3 separate regions of the Mus musculus genome follow, and all the other regions are linked to region 2. Evidence: chromatin contacts called from public Hi-C and HiChIP or PLAC-seq data. All regions are on one chromosome and are shown on one strand. Each heading gives the region's core, a stretch centred on a gene start, on an enhancer-like site or on the middle of the called end of the contact. The rest is flanking DNA. Distances are from core to core; before and after follow the strand shown. Region 1 overlaps Med12l (mediator complex subunit 12-like). Region 2 overlaps Med12l (mediator complex subunit 12-like). Region 3 overlaps Med12l (mediator complex subunit 12-like).

Region 1 (3,884 bases), core at 543-3,042, 130 kb after region 2:
GTGCCCTGACTAAGACAGTCTGTGATTCCCTTTATGTCCTAGATGGGTTCTGAACATATTCTCCTATGATGTCACATGGCATATAGACTCTAAATTTTCATTCTCAACTGAAAGGCATGCCTTCTGATAGATCATACATTATGACCATATATTCTTATCCAAATCACTCAGCTTTTTCTTGCTATAAACTAATGACCTTAAGCTGGATAATGTATAAACGAAAGTGGTGCTTACAGATCTAATCATTGGAAAGTCCCAGATGAAGGGGCATATAGATTCCTCAATGACAACACATTAGTGAAGCAACCCGAATGACAGATGTTGGGGAAACACAACTGTTCACTGGATAACACTGTTTCACCATCCCCGAGACACAAACAAAAGCAGAAACAAGGATGTTTCTTTAATGGCCCATTCCAACAAAGAAATTTGAGCTTCTTTTTCCCACGAATTAAACTAACTAGTCCAGACAAAGCAACTTGCCAGTTTTGGTGTCACATGTTTGCAATTCCAATTTAGGAGAGGTGGAAGAAGCAAGGTGAGTTCAAGGTCACCCTTGACTACCCAGGAAGTTGGAGGCCAGCCTAGACTCTATGGAACCATCTCAAATGACAAAAAGTACCCCAAACTACAAAGAAGGTAACTAGAGAGATGAGTAACCTGTACAGTATTAATTGCAGAAACCCACACACAGAATCTAGAATTATGTACTCTGCCCATATCAGTTTGCTGAGGAGAAAGAAAATGGCTCCTAAACAGTTTAAGAAAGCACACACCCTGGCTTGGGATCACTGAAGCACTTCCTCTAACTTGCAGTTAACCCTCAGGCAAGTCTCCACACCACAAACTTGCTGAGCCCTGCTCCTCCCACACATCACCCCAGCATGATAAGCAGCCTTTATTTTCCTGGACAACTCTGAGTTTATCCCCTATGGAATTTCTTCAGTTTCATCCCAGCTGGGGACTCTCCTTGAGTTTTCAAAGCTTACTTTCCAAACTTGTTCCATCCCCTGGCCAGAAAGACTAGCAGTGAGAGTCCTAATAAATAAACTATCACACCAAGGGTCGCCTTGCCCTCCCCAGTCTGTAGCAGTGTGAACTGCTAAGCATATCTGGCTTCAGATCCCTACAGAGCAGGCTCTGAAGAGCAGAGACAGGAAAGGAGCAAAGAGATGATCTAACACCAGGGCATGACCCTCACTGTCTGCAGACTAATTCTATGCCTGCGTTTCCTCTCAGTTACAGAACACTCAATAGACCAGTCCCTCTTCCAATAATAGGTTCCTAGTATATTCACTAAGCAGTCTTTTAAGTACTTCCTGTAGTACTGGACACTGAGGATATCAAATCAGAGAAGCCATCAAGAACGGTCACTGCCCACCGTCGCTAAGAATGATTCCAAAACAGAGCCCCCCTCTCCCCCCCCCCCAGATGTATCCAAACACTTCCAAGTATTATGACAGTTGAGTTCCTTCTTGGGATCCAAGCAGATAAGGAGAAACGTGATCTTTCTAACTTAAGTTAAAACACAGAACACCTGCTTCTGATTTCTTGACATCTTTTTCCAAAAGGACACACAAAGATGAAACACATGTGCAGGAGTTTCTGGTCTGTAACAATTAAGGTTCTCAACTTTGAACCTTTGCTAACATCAAGGCTTCCAGGAACACCAAGATCCTGCTGGAGTGACATCTGGCTGACATTTAAGTAGCACTGTGCTTCATCAGGACCCACATCCAAGTGAGGCTCTGTGTGCTGTGCATTACCACACAAATGCCCCACACAGGAACCATGTTATAAACTGATCTCTTTCAGCCTGCCAGAAGGTGGTAGCACTACATTAGACAATTGCTCCTCCATCATGCTCAGATGAAGAGACAAAACGACAGTGAATCCCTAAGGCTATCCGTCTTTAGCAGAAGGTATAGTTTGGCAACATGAGACTTCTATCGTGTGGCAGAGATTGAATAATGCCCTCATTCTTCATTACTCCAAGCCAACAGGTTCCAGCAGGATTTTGTGTGTCATACCGGGAAGCACAGCCATGCTCTGCATGCAATGTGTCACAGCAAGGTTAGACTTTTTAGAAGCTCCTTTCAAATTACTTTGGCAGACATCCTTAAAATACCTCAGCATACGGAATCACAAAGACCACACACAGCATGACATTTAGGACCCTATGTCTATACCACAGAGTAGTCATCGTTCTTTCAATTCCATGCCTCCACAAACAACAACTACCTTTCCACAAGCACTGCACACACTAGGGTCAATGTCCAAACCCTCTTCCTGCGACTACCAGAGTTTATACTGGGCCTTGTCCCTAAGCTTCTGTATCCTTAACCCCGTGTGTTTCTCAATGCCTGGTGGACCCACCCCTATCTATACAAAACCAAGTAGCTACACGCATGCACTACCATAAGCCACACGCCAACAAAGTCTTTCTTAAAAGAACTTTTAGAAAATGTACATAATTTGGGCCAGTAAGATGGCTCAGAGAGTAAGGGTGTGTATGTAATGTTCAGTCTCGCCCACCTAAACACAATCCCCCAATCCCACAAGGTGGCAGAAGAGAACCAACTCGTTAAAGTTGCCTGACCTCCAGACACATGTGGTGATGTGGTTATGCCTACACACATATACATACACAGACACACACACACGAACACTTTATAAAACATTACATGATTCAATAAATGGATACTATGTGGTTAAAATTACGTCACTGGAACATGCATACTTATATAAATGTTCACTGGCAGAGACAATGAAACATATTATGAAATACCAAAAAGCTAAGAGAAAGACTAAGATCCAGAACACTCATAAAAACCAGTGTACAAAACAGTACATGCAGCAGCAACAGGACAGTAACATCGAAACTGTTTCCATACTTGAAAAAAGGGTTTATAAGTTATATAGCATTAGGAATGATACTTAAGAGGCTAGGGATGTGGCTCAATTGGTAACGTGCTTGCTCTGCAAGTGGGAGCAGCTCAGTTCAGATCCCAGCCCACATATAAAATGGCAGGCCCAACAGTGCACGCTGGTGACCCACCTCAGGGGAAGCAGTGCCAAGAGCATCCCTGGGCCTCCCTGGGCAGCTAGTCTAGCCAATCAGTGATTCCTACACTTACTGGGAGATTCTGTCTGAAAAATTAAATTGAAGGCTGAATGAAGAAGATACTGAACACTGAGCTCACACTTGGATACAATGAGCCAAATGTCCAGCCACGTGAACACACACACACACACACACACACACACACACACACACACACATAAAAAACAAACAGGGATGGTGATAAATCTTATTAATGAACCAAAGCTTAGCTTTTCAGGAGGGCTTGGGCTTGGTCACAAGCACTGCTGAGCCCTGCTTTCACACACATACACACACACATCCCAAATAGTCACAAATAATTGGACTTTTGAGTAAGGAACAAGATGGAACATTTATAGAATCAGAATGTAAAAAGGAAAGTTGTTATGAGCAGTTGATGACAGGCCAGATAAGAACTGACTGGAAACAATAATAGACATATTTTGAGATTCCATGTGTTAGAAGCCCTCTGTTTGTAGTATAAATACACAAGGGATATTTATATATAACCAGTCTTATTACTAACAAGGCAGATCCGCTGCCTGGAAACAGTACAACTATGAGCATGTACTGTTGGGTGAGTCATTAACAGGGTGGGCTGTGGGGCTGGAAGCTTTGAGAAAAAAATAAACAGGAGTGAACTTGAATGTCACAATTCCACAAAAGGAAATGGGAAGATGCTCAGGGAACTAAAACTGTTTAGCATAAATCAAGATATTATAAACAAACAAAAAATACTCTTTATTTTAACTTTTTTTTTCCTTTTTGATAATGGGTTTCT
Region 2 (4,159 bases), core at 1,565-4,064:
CCCTTAAGGTCCTTTCTGCATCCCTGCTTTCTTGCCTGTCACCTCATAGAGCATAAATAGTTCTCTTGTGCCTACCCTGCTCCACTAGATTCCACATTTCCCTGTGTTTCTGTGCGGGTAGATAAAGTTGCACCTCATTTTTGGCTGGCAATGAGAGTTCTCTTAACAATCTTACCAAGAAGTATCCATCACTTGTGAATAGTGAAGAAAAATAGCACAGATTTAACACGATTGCCTGCCTGCCTGCCTGCCTGCCTCTGCTTCTTCCTTCATTCCAGTGCTGGGGATTAGCCCAGGGCCATGTGCATTCTGGGAAGGTGCTTTACCAATGACTTATATCCCCCATCCACAATAATACTGGAAAATAAAGAAATCAGAAACACGAATGTGCTAAAGCGAGAAACCCTCGAGACTTCTGTCTACCTAGAAGTCTTAAGTATTTATATCAAATGAACACACGGTAGCTTTCTGGATTCCAACACAGAGCCCTCCAAATTGTGTAATCTCTGCTTCTCCATCTCCACAGTTTAAGTAGAGAAGAAGTGTGATAGAAATCACAATGCTATGAGAATCAAAGAGATGACTGCAAGCTGCTTTTGTTCCTGTCTAATTTGTTCCTTATGAATATTAAATTTTATATGCAAATTGTAGGCTCTTAGGCAATTAGCAACCAGGTAAGCTGAGGCTCACATTTAAACTAAGGCATCCATGTGCCCCCTTGAAGCTCTGGGAAAGGGAATGGTTCTGCCTGCGCAATGCAGTCTCCTGCCCATGGCCTGGCAGATACAGAGAAAAGAAAACTCTCTCTAGATGGAGAACTACAGTGTACTCGCCAAGCCGCTTAGTGTGAAATACATAGGGCGCTTTGGAAGTTAACGCTTCACTCGAAATGCATCTGCACTACCGGAAGGGATGGCATCGCCCTCACCTCCCTACCCCATACCTGGAGGAGTCTCTGCTGCTGTCGAACTTGCTGCTGTCTGGGCCTCATTGGGTCCTGAGGCAGGGGCACCGAGGGGAGGTTGGGATGTGCGGGAGTCAGCACAGCGTCAATTCCCCCGCCCACCAGAGGGCTCTGCTGTAGAGCCTGGTGGTTCAGTCTGGCAAAGAATAATGCAACTTGTGTTCAGGAACCAGGCGTACCACGAAAGTCAGTCAGCGCCTCCAGCATTTTACACACATCCACCAAGAAACAATCCGTGTTCAATAATCATGTGTACAATTAAAACGGGAAAAGGCCAGAGGGTCAGATAACAAATGTGACCCAACGAGAAAAAAAGATGGTAAACATACTACTTTGAGCCAAGTAGCAATCATATAGAAATTACTTTAAAAAAAAAAATCAAATTCGCTGTTAGCAGTAAGTGAAAATAATTTAATATTTACTTCTGGAAGACTGGGAGTAGAATGGCTGAACAGTCGTATTTCATTACTTCTCGAGTATCACTGTGAGTTAGCAGTTTTATTCTCTAACTTTAAAAATGAAGCAGTGGACATAGAGAAATAACTAAGGTCATCCAGAAAAAAAAAATGACACAGGTGGGATTTGAACCCAGATTTTTTTTTTTTAGCACTTAAGCTCAAGTTACTGAGCTCTGCTCTGCTACTACTTATAAAACATGGTGAGCAAAATGCATGTTTTACAAATTATTTCCCACAAATCCCACCGACCTCCCTAACTTTCAGAGAGTTATTATCCTCAGCAGACATGTAGCTGGTCATTGATGGTAACGCATGGGAGCTAAGCTGCTATCCACTGTACAATGTAGTCTATATGATTACAAACCTAATTCTTCTGGACTATATTATCTAATGAGATTGTATATTTTGATAAGCAATAATGATTCCTATCTGTGCCATCCAATGAAATGGCCTCTAGCCACTAGGACTAGTTAGTTATCAGGGTTTAGAAATAAACAAAACTGCAAGGCTCCTTGGTCAAAGCTACAGAATTTCACAAGATAGCTGAGCATCCTGCCAGGTCTTCACGTCACTGCATATGTCACATGAACCTCAAATCTAGCCATGCTGGCCAGAGCTGGCTAAAGTGCACTTAAAAGGTGACTAATGTGTCTGCAGAAATAAATGTTAAATCAGATTTAATTCATTTAAATTTAGCCATGTATGGATAGCGACTACGACAATAAGCAGTACTGACACACCCTAGGAGGAAGGGGTGTGATTAAAACAAGAACCAGAAGAGTCGGCCATGAGTCATCTCTGAGGTGGGAAAAATAAAAACTAAGTCATAACAAAACTTTGCAAAGCACCATGTACAATTAGCTCTACAACAGAAACTGGCTTGATCAACAAATCCTAGTAAGGCGCTGCTAACCATGATCGATAGTTTTCTCAGATACTTTTAATAAAAAAAAAAAATCCTTTTGGGGAGGAAAAAAGCAGAAAAGAAAACACATGGGTAACATCTGAAAAACTTTACATAGCACACATGGAAGAAGTGAGTCAAAACCACAGCATTCTTCAATGAAAGAATTTGGAACCTCTACTGCACGCTGGTTAAAAAAAAAATGAGATGTCAGGACTCAAGTAGAGGAGCTCAAAAACCATTACGGTATCAAACGCTTGGAAGGAGCGAGCTTAACAATCCCAAGGCCGAGAGGGTTTTACTATCGCAATTACTTCAACAGGTATCACCTCTGAGAGCCAGCTACGGGCTGCAGGTACGGGGAGGCCTGCTGCTGCACGTAGCCACTTGGCTGCTGCTGAAGCTGCCGGAGTCTTTCCATCAGCGCTGGGCTGGAATGTGCAGCCGGATAGGCCCTGGAGTTGTAGCTGGGGGAAAGGACCACGCCACCAGGCTGCTGCTGAGCTGCCTGTTGCAAAGGCATCTGTGTTCCATACATTGTGTAGCCCTGGGGCATGGTCTGCAGGAAGGCACAAAGGAAAATGTCAGTGCTCCAGTTAGCACCCATATTCCCATCACTAAGAAACACGGGGCAAAAATAAGCCCAGGAGGTCCAACCTGAAACTCACTGCTCTCACAAGGCTGGGATGACTCAACATATGAGGATGGCTACTCTTGCAGGCGAGAAGTCTAACCAGACACTTAGAGAATAGACTGGCTGGATAATGAATCCACAGAAGTCTCTAGTTCAAAATAATTGGATATTCATTTGCTTTCTAAGTTGAGCTGTCTATTTCATGGGCTAGGAAGGGCAGCATTCTGCATAGAAATAATCAGCGAAGTATCCACACACTCCATGCCTAGATTCAACAAAATCGAAACAATATCAGAATCATCTCCAAAGTGGGACAAGCAAGGGAGGGGCCGTGCCCAGTGAACATCAACTGACGGGGTATACTTTCCCATTCGTACAAGAACCTATTTCTCTAAACCTTGATGCCTTATGTAAAAGACAAACATGGAGTTTTCTGGATCACAAGATAACAATTCTCTGAACAAAATGCTGCCTGTTCTCTGGATCCCCAAAACACCACATATTAAAGCAGTGTAAGAACTCTGACTCTGGAGACAAGAGTGATACACACTAAATGGCAGAAGTGGCCTACAGGAACCCAGACTCGGGACTTACGTAAGACAAACAGGGCACTCCTTTCGGCCATATACATGGAATGAATAGCCAGCCCCAACACAAATCTTATCAAAGTATCGGGTCTTTTTATATAAAAGAAAGAAGTAAGGGTGTAAGGATGCAGAAATAATAAAACTACTAAACAGTTTGGACAAAGGGGGAATAAAGGGCTATTTATTTTATTTTATTTCAAACAGGGTATCTCTATGTAGCCTTGGATATCCTGGAACTCGTTCTGTAGACCAGGCTGGTCTTGAACTCATAGAGATCCACCTGCCTCTGCCTCCCAAGTGCTGGCATTAATTCTATGCAACACTAGTGCCTGACAAAGATCTACATTTTTTAAAGATAAGCACACCCTTTGTTGAGCATTTACTGTGTATGTGACAGTACGCTAATTCCATAGGTTGCCTTGAATCCCACATCTTTCCTCTTGATCTTACAGAAAAGGAAGCTAGACCTCAGAATACCATGCATGTCACACAGCTACAGAGTCAACAACACCTGTACTGCAACCTGACTCAAAGGCCTATTGTCCTGTTCTTCTACCATGATCCCTCATGGAAGTTATCCTTGAATATGAAAATTTCTATAACAAATTATAT
Region 3 (3,886 bases), core at 169-2,668, 73 kb after region 2:
TTTTAAGGTAAATGCTGAGAGTTTACCATGTCTCTGTTAACTGAGCTTTGATAAGAACATCCTCCAGATCAATGACTTCATTCTCTAGGCATTACATCATGCTCACAGGGACCTATCTGGCTATGAAGCTAGAAGGCTGAACCTTGAGAATCACAGCACTCTCACCCACCATAGAAAGTCTGACAGAGTCTTCTCGGGTAGACATCCTTAGGAGGAAATAATAGAGCTGGCCAAATTAAGGTCTTCTCTAAGTCACCTTGATTTCTTTAAAATAAATGTCGATAATAACTGCCAAAATATACATATTTGTGGTGTGTGTGTGTGTGTGTGTGTGTGTCTCACATTGTGTGATAATAGGGTTGAGACCAACAGAAAGATGTGTTCTGCTTCCCCTGGTCCTACTTTCTATATATATTTTTATTTATAAAGAGATTCTATGAGCAAAGAATATTAGAATTAGTGGTTATGGATAAGTCTTTGAAAAATATTCTGAGTCTGTTCCTTTCTCTGGGACACTTAGGACAGATGAGTTATTGCAATTATCCTCATAACACACTACGTAGAAGTCGCATCTTAAGATTGTATTTCTGAATATTCAAGTGGGAGCCCACCATGAACCACAGTAAATACGAACAAAGAATTAGGGACAGAGAGTAAAGCACAGCATTAGAGCATCTGTCAAGCATCTGAGAAGATCTGGGTTCAATTCCCTGTACTACATGAGTAATGTATACATTATATTCATGAATGAACAAAAAAGCAAACATCTACATCTTCAAATATAAATTATTAAAACAAATTATTAAAAACTTGCCATTGAACATGACCTCTTTCGGCTGAATCTCACTATAACCACACTAATTTGTTCAAGAAATAACTCAAATGTTTTATTCGTAGTTAGCCTTGTGCTGGAAGAGTGAATGAGTACACAGAAGGATAATGGCTGTACCATAGGACAATGTAACTGTCAGCTTCTTTTTATTGGTAACTGTTCCTAAATGGTAGTGCCCTTTCTCATAAATCAAGAAAGCAGATAACATATTTTTGAAGGAAATACCTGTTCTCCAGTAGCAGAGTCTGTGATACACTATTTCTATTCTTTCCAGCAAAGACAATGTTGGCTCTTTCTAAATATTCCCAATGCCCAAGATGACTTATTTTTGAAAGCTATTGTTTATATAACCTAAATTACTATGATCAATAAAGCTAAGCAACACTAATATATGTCCTCAATAAAAAAAATCATTGATATAAAAATAAAAGTCATGACAATTGCAAGATCCCAACTGATAATCAAATGTCCAATTAGCTCTTCATTCTCCCTCTGAAACCTAGATTTTCAAGGACCACATGCACTTCAAGGCATGGCCTCTTTGGCTTAGAGTAAGTAAGCTATGAGTTATGTATGAGCTGTAAGTTGTAAGCATAAGTAAGTCATATGCCATGTATGAGTTGAATAGATTTCAGATGAACAGGAAGTATTGCTTATCTTCAAGGGATTTGTCAAATAATTAACCATTTAAAATAAAAATTCTCCTCAATTTTCCAAATTATCTTGGTTAGAAATGATCAAATTAAATTTCATTTCCCTATAATACAGTTATAAACCGTATGTGATGATGCTGTTTACTGATGGGGGAAGATGGTGTGTCCGACTAATTATGCTATATGATAATGGAGTTTTAGGATGAGTCACTTTCTATCTAAAGCTTTCAGTTGCTTTCATGGTGGTCAAAGGGGAAATTGGCAATTGTCTACAAGGAGAAAATGTGATAAGTTCAGAAAGAGGTGTTTGTGGTTGTCACTTCAATTCTCAGGAAAGATGAAGCTAGCTTAGGTCTAAGTTTGTTTTATTCTTCAAATGCCTGCTGAGAATGTTTTAGGGATTTGAAATATATATAAATATACATATACATACACACACACACACACACACACACACACACACACACACACACATATTCTCAGTAAAGAAAGACTTAGAAATCTTGAATTGATTTTCTTTTAATGTGGGAGACTAATTCACTGAAGAAACCTGTAATTCCCCTTCAGAAGACTGGTTTCAACCGAGATCTCAGAAATACTATAAATATCCCAGAGTTTAGAATTTGTTATAAAGGCAGTTATAGTGGTTATTTGATCAAAACAGAGTGCAGCCACTTCACGAGCCATTCATCCCTCAGTCCTGGGCCCTGAAGGGGAAAGAGACTACAGAGATGGCATGAGGATGGACTCAGAGACAAGGGTGGCTCCAGAGCAGACTTTGTAGGTTTGAGTAGGGCCTCCAATTAACCTGGCTATTCTACTAAGTTCCCTTCATTCTGATGGGAAAAACTGAAGATAAAATGAGTACTAGCTAATATGATAAATGTGGGTTATTTCATGGCAGCATAAGAAATGAAATGTTGCCAATTATCGTTTTGAAGCATAAAGCTCCTTTAAAAAATATTTCAGGGGCTGGAGAGATGGCTCAGCGGTCAGGAAAATTGGCTGCTCTTCCAGAGGACCTGGGTTCATTCCCCAGTACCCACATGGCAACTCACAAATAACTATAACTCCAGTTGCAGAGTATCTGACACCTTCACACAAATATCCATGCAGGAAAAACACCAATGCACATGAAATAAAAGTAAATTATTTTTTAAAAAGTATCTCAAATATCCAAACCAACAAATAAGACAAGTTTAATTGACTGTTTATGTACAAAGGTAAAGCAGCCCATATAAACTTTCTGAAAAGTTTAAAATCAAACCAATACTTCTTTCTAGGTAAAAAATATTGCACCTACTATGTATTTGAATGTTGCTAAAGTGAATGAGATCAATAGCTTGCCCTCAAATTTTAGTGACAATAAAAGTCCAATGTCCATTTAATCAAGTGGTCAGCACTCTTTACTGTGCCTAGGCATCACATAGAAGGGAGGTTAAACACAAATGGGGGTTTCTGGTTCACAGAAACTAGGCAGTGGCCCCTAAGCATGTTTTTAAAAAAATGTTCAAGTGATGCTGAGCTTCCATGATACATCATTAAATTGATTTAATAGGTATAAACACACTCAAAATTCAGAATATATGGAATATATGTTCCAAGTAGCAGCACCTCCTCATGTGGTTTTATAGCTAACGGCCATTTCAGTTGGAAATACTGTGCTTGTGCCTTTTCTCCATCGCGGGAGCCAGAAATAGTTACGCAAATATACAGCAGTAACAAACTTAACCTACAATTTCACTCCAAGTGTATCTTGCCTTTTTCGTTTAAAAGTTAAAAACTGCATGTAATAGTTACCAAGCTGATTAATTCAATATTATCTTTAACAGTAAACTCAATTCATAAAGAAACACTGTCTGTTACCTAAGTTCTGTTCACGGAAACCATGAAGGCCGCTTCACACAATCAGCCTGGCACTGTATACAACTGTTTTTTCCCTAATGTAATTTGGGGAACTAATAATTTATAATGGGATGATGGTGTTGTTTTACCCACAAAGACAATAATCAAACCCAGATTGCAAATAATGAAATTATGAACTAGGATAAAACGAGAAGCAGAAGGCTTACCCTCCCCCCATGGGAGCACATATTTTGAGATGATACAATTACTTGTCAGACAGTGACACATCGTCCACTTTGAGCATAGTATGCTTTCAGGTGAACAGTCATCTGCGAAAGCGAGCCTGCAGCATTCTCCAGGAACACATTTAGAAGACATCCTCTCAACTTGGATTTATCATTTATGGAAAATAGCCAAACCAACCAACCAACCAACCAAACAAACAAACAAAACCCCTCTACTTTAATGATACTATTTCAAGTTTTAGAAAAAAAATTTATAAAAACAAAAACCCACAATATCTTAAATTGCTTTTTAAAAGACAACTTCTCAGCCA

Evidence for each region. A called contact is a pair of places that touch in the nucleus more often than the background predicts. HiChIP or PLAC-seq counts read pairs in DNA pulled down with a chosen protein or histone mark.
Region 1: a Hi-C map of CD8 T cells shows a contact between it and region 2, with 1.6 times the contacts expected there. The contact joins two enhancer-like sites. A contact is called at or near these places in 2 of 15 datasets of contacts at CTCF or cohesin (the NIH/3T3 cell line and pro-B cells), 6 of 484 Hi-C or Micro-C datasets (the 3T3-L1 cell line, B cells, CD8 T cells and 3 more), 1 of 115 datasets of contacts at active chromatin or transcription factors (the NIH/3T3 cell line) and 1 of 9 other capture datasets (liver).
Region 3: a contact with region 2 is called in a BATF HiChIP or PLAC-seq map of CD8 T cells, with 68 read pairs. The contact joins two enhancer-like sites. A contact is called at or near these places in 2 of 39 promoter capture datasets (the SN4741 cell line and macrophages), 1 of 15 datasets of contacts at CTCF or cohesin (CD8 T cells), 3 of 484 Hi-C or Micro-C datasets (CD8 T cells, nephron progenitors and pancreatic cancer cells), 4 of 115 datasets of contacts at active chromatin or transcription factors (CD8 T cells, the NIH/3T3 cell line, effector CD8 T cells and 1 more) and 3 of 9 other capture datasets (adipose tissue, liver and pancreatic islet).

What each region holds. Positions count from the first base shown.
Region 1 is chr3:59,167,374-59,171,257 of GRCm38.p6, reverse strand. The region is part of intron 15 of Med12l (mediator complex subunit 12-like); the gene reads right to left. Among named protein-coding and RNA genes, the nearest start is that of F630111L10Rik, 16 kb to the right of the region's middle. Within about 2 kb of position 1,792, at least 22 of the 459 cell types and tissues checked have an H3K27ac peak or open chromatin away from gene starts, as enhancers often do. A contact at or near this core is called in CD8 T cells, where this site is marked.
Region 2 is chr3:59,294,731-59,298,889 of GRCm38.p6, reverse strand. It overlaps Med12l (mediator complex subunit 12-like), which reads right to left. Exons shown (of 44, transcript NM_177855.3): 40 at 2,656-2,885; 41 at 944-1,100. Among named protein-coding and RNA genes, the nearest start is that of P2ry12, 34 kb to the right of the region's middle. Within about 2 kb of position 2,814, at least 70 of the 459 cell types and tissues checked have an H3K27ac peak or open chromatin away from gene starts, as enhancers often do. A contact at or near this core is called in CD8 T cells, effector CD8 T cells and memory CD8 T cells, where this site is marked.
Region 3 is chr3:59,220,308-59,224,193 of GRCm38.p6, reverse strand. The region is part of intron 15 of Med12l (mediator complex subunit 12-like); the gene reads right to left. The region is part of intron 2 of P2ry12 (purinergic receptor P2Y, G-protein coupled 12); the gene reads left to right. Among named protein-coding and RNA genes, the nearest start is that of P2ry13, 11 kb to the right of the region's middle. Within about 2 kb of position 1,418, at least 10 of the 459 cell types and tissues checked have an H3K27ac peak or open chromatin away from gene starts, as enhancers often do. A contact at or near this core is called in CD8 T cells, effector CD8 T cells and memory CD8 T cells, where this site is marked.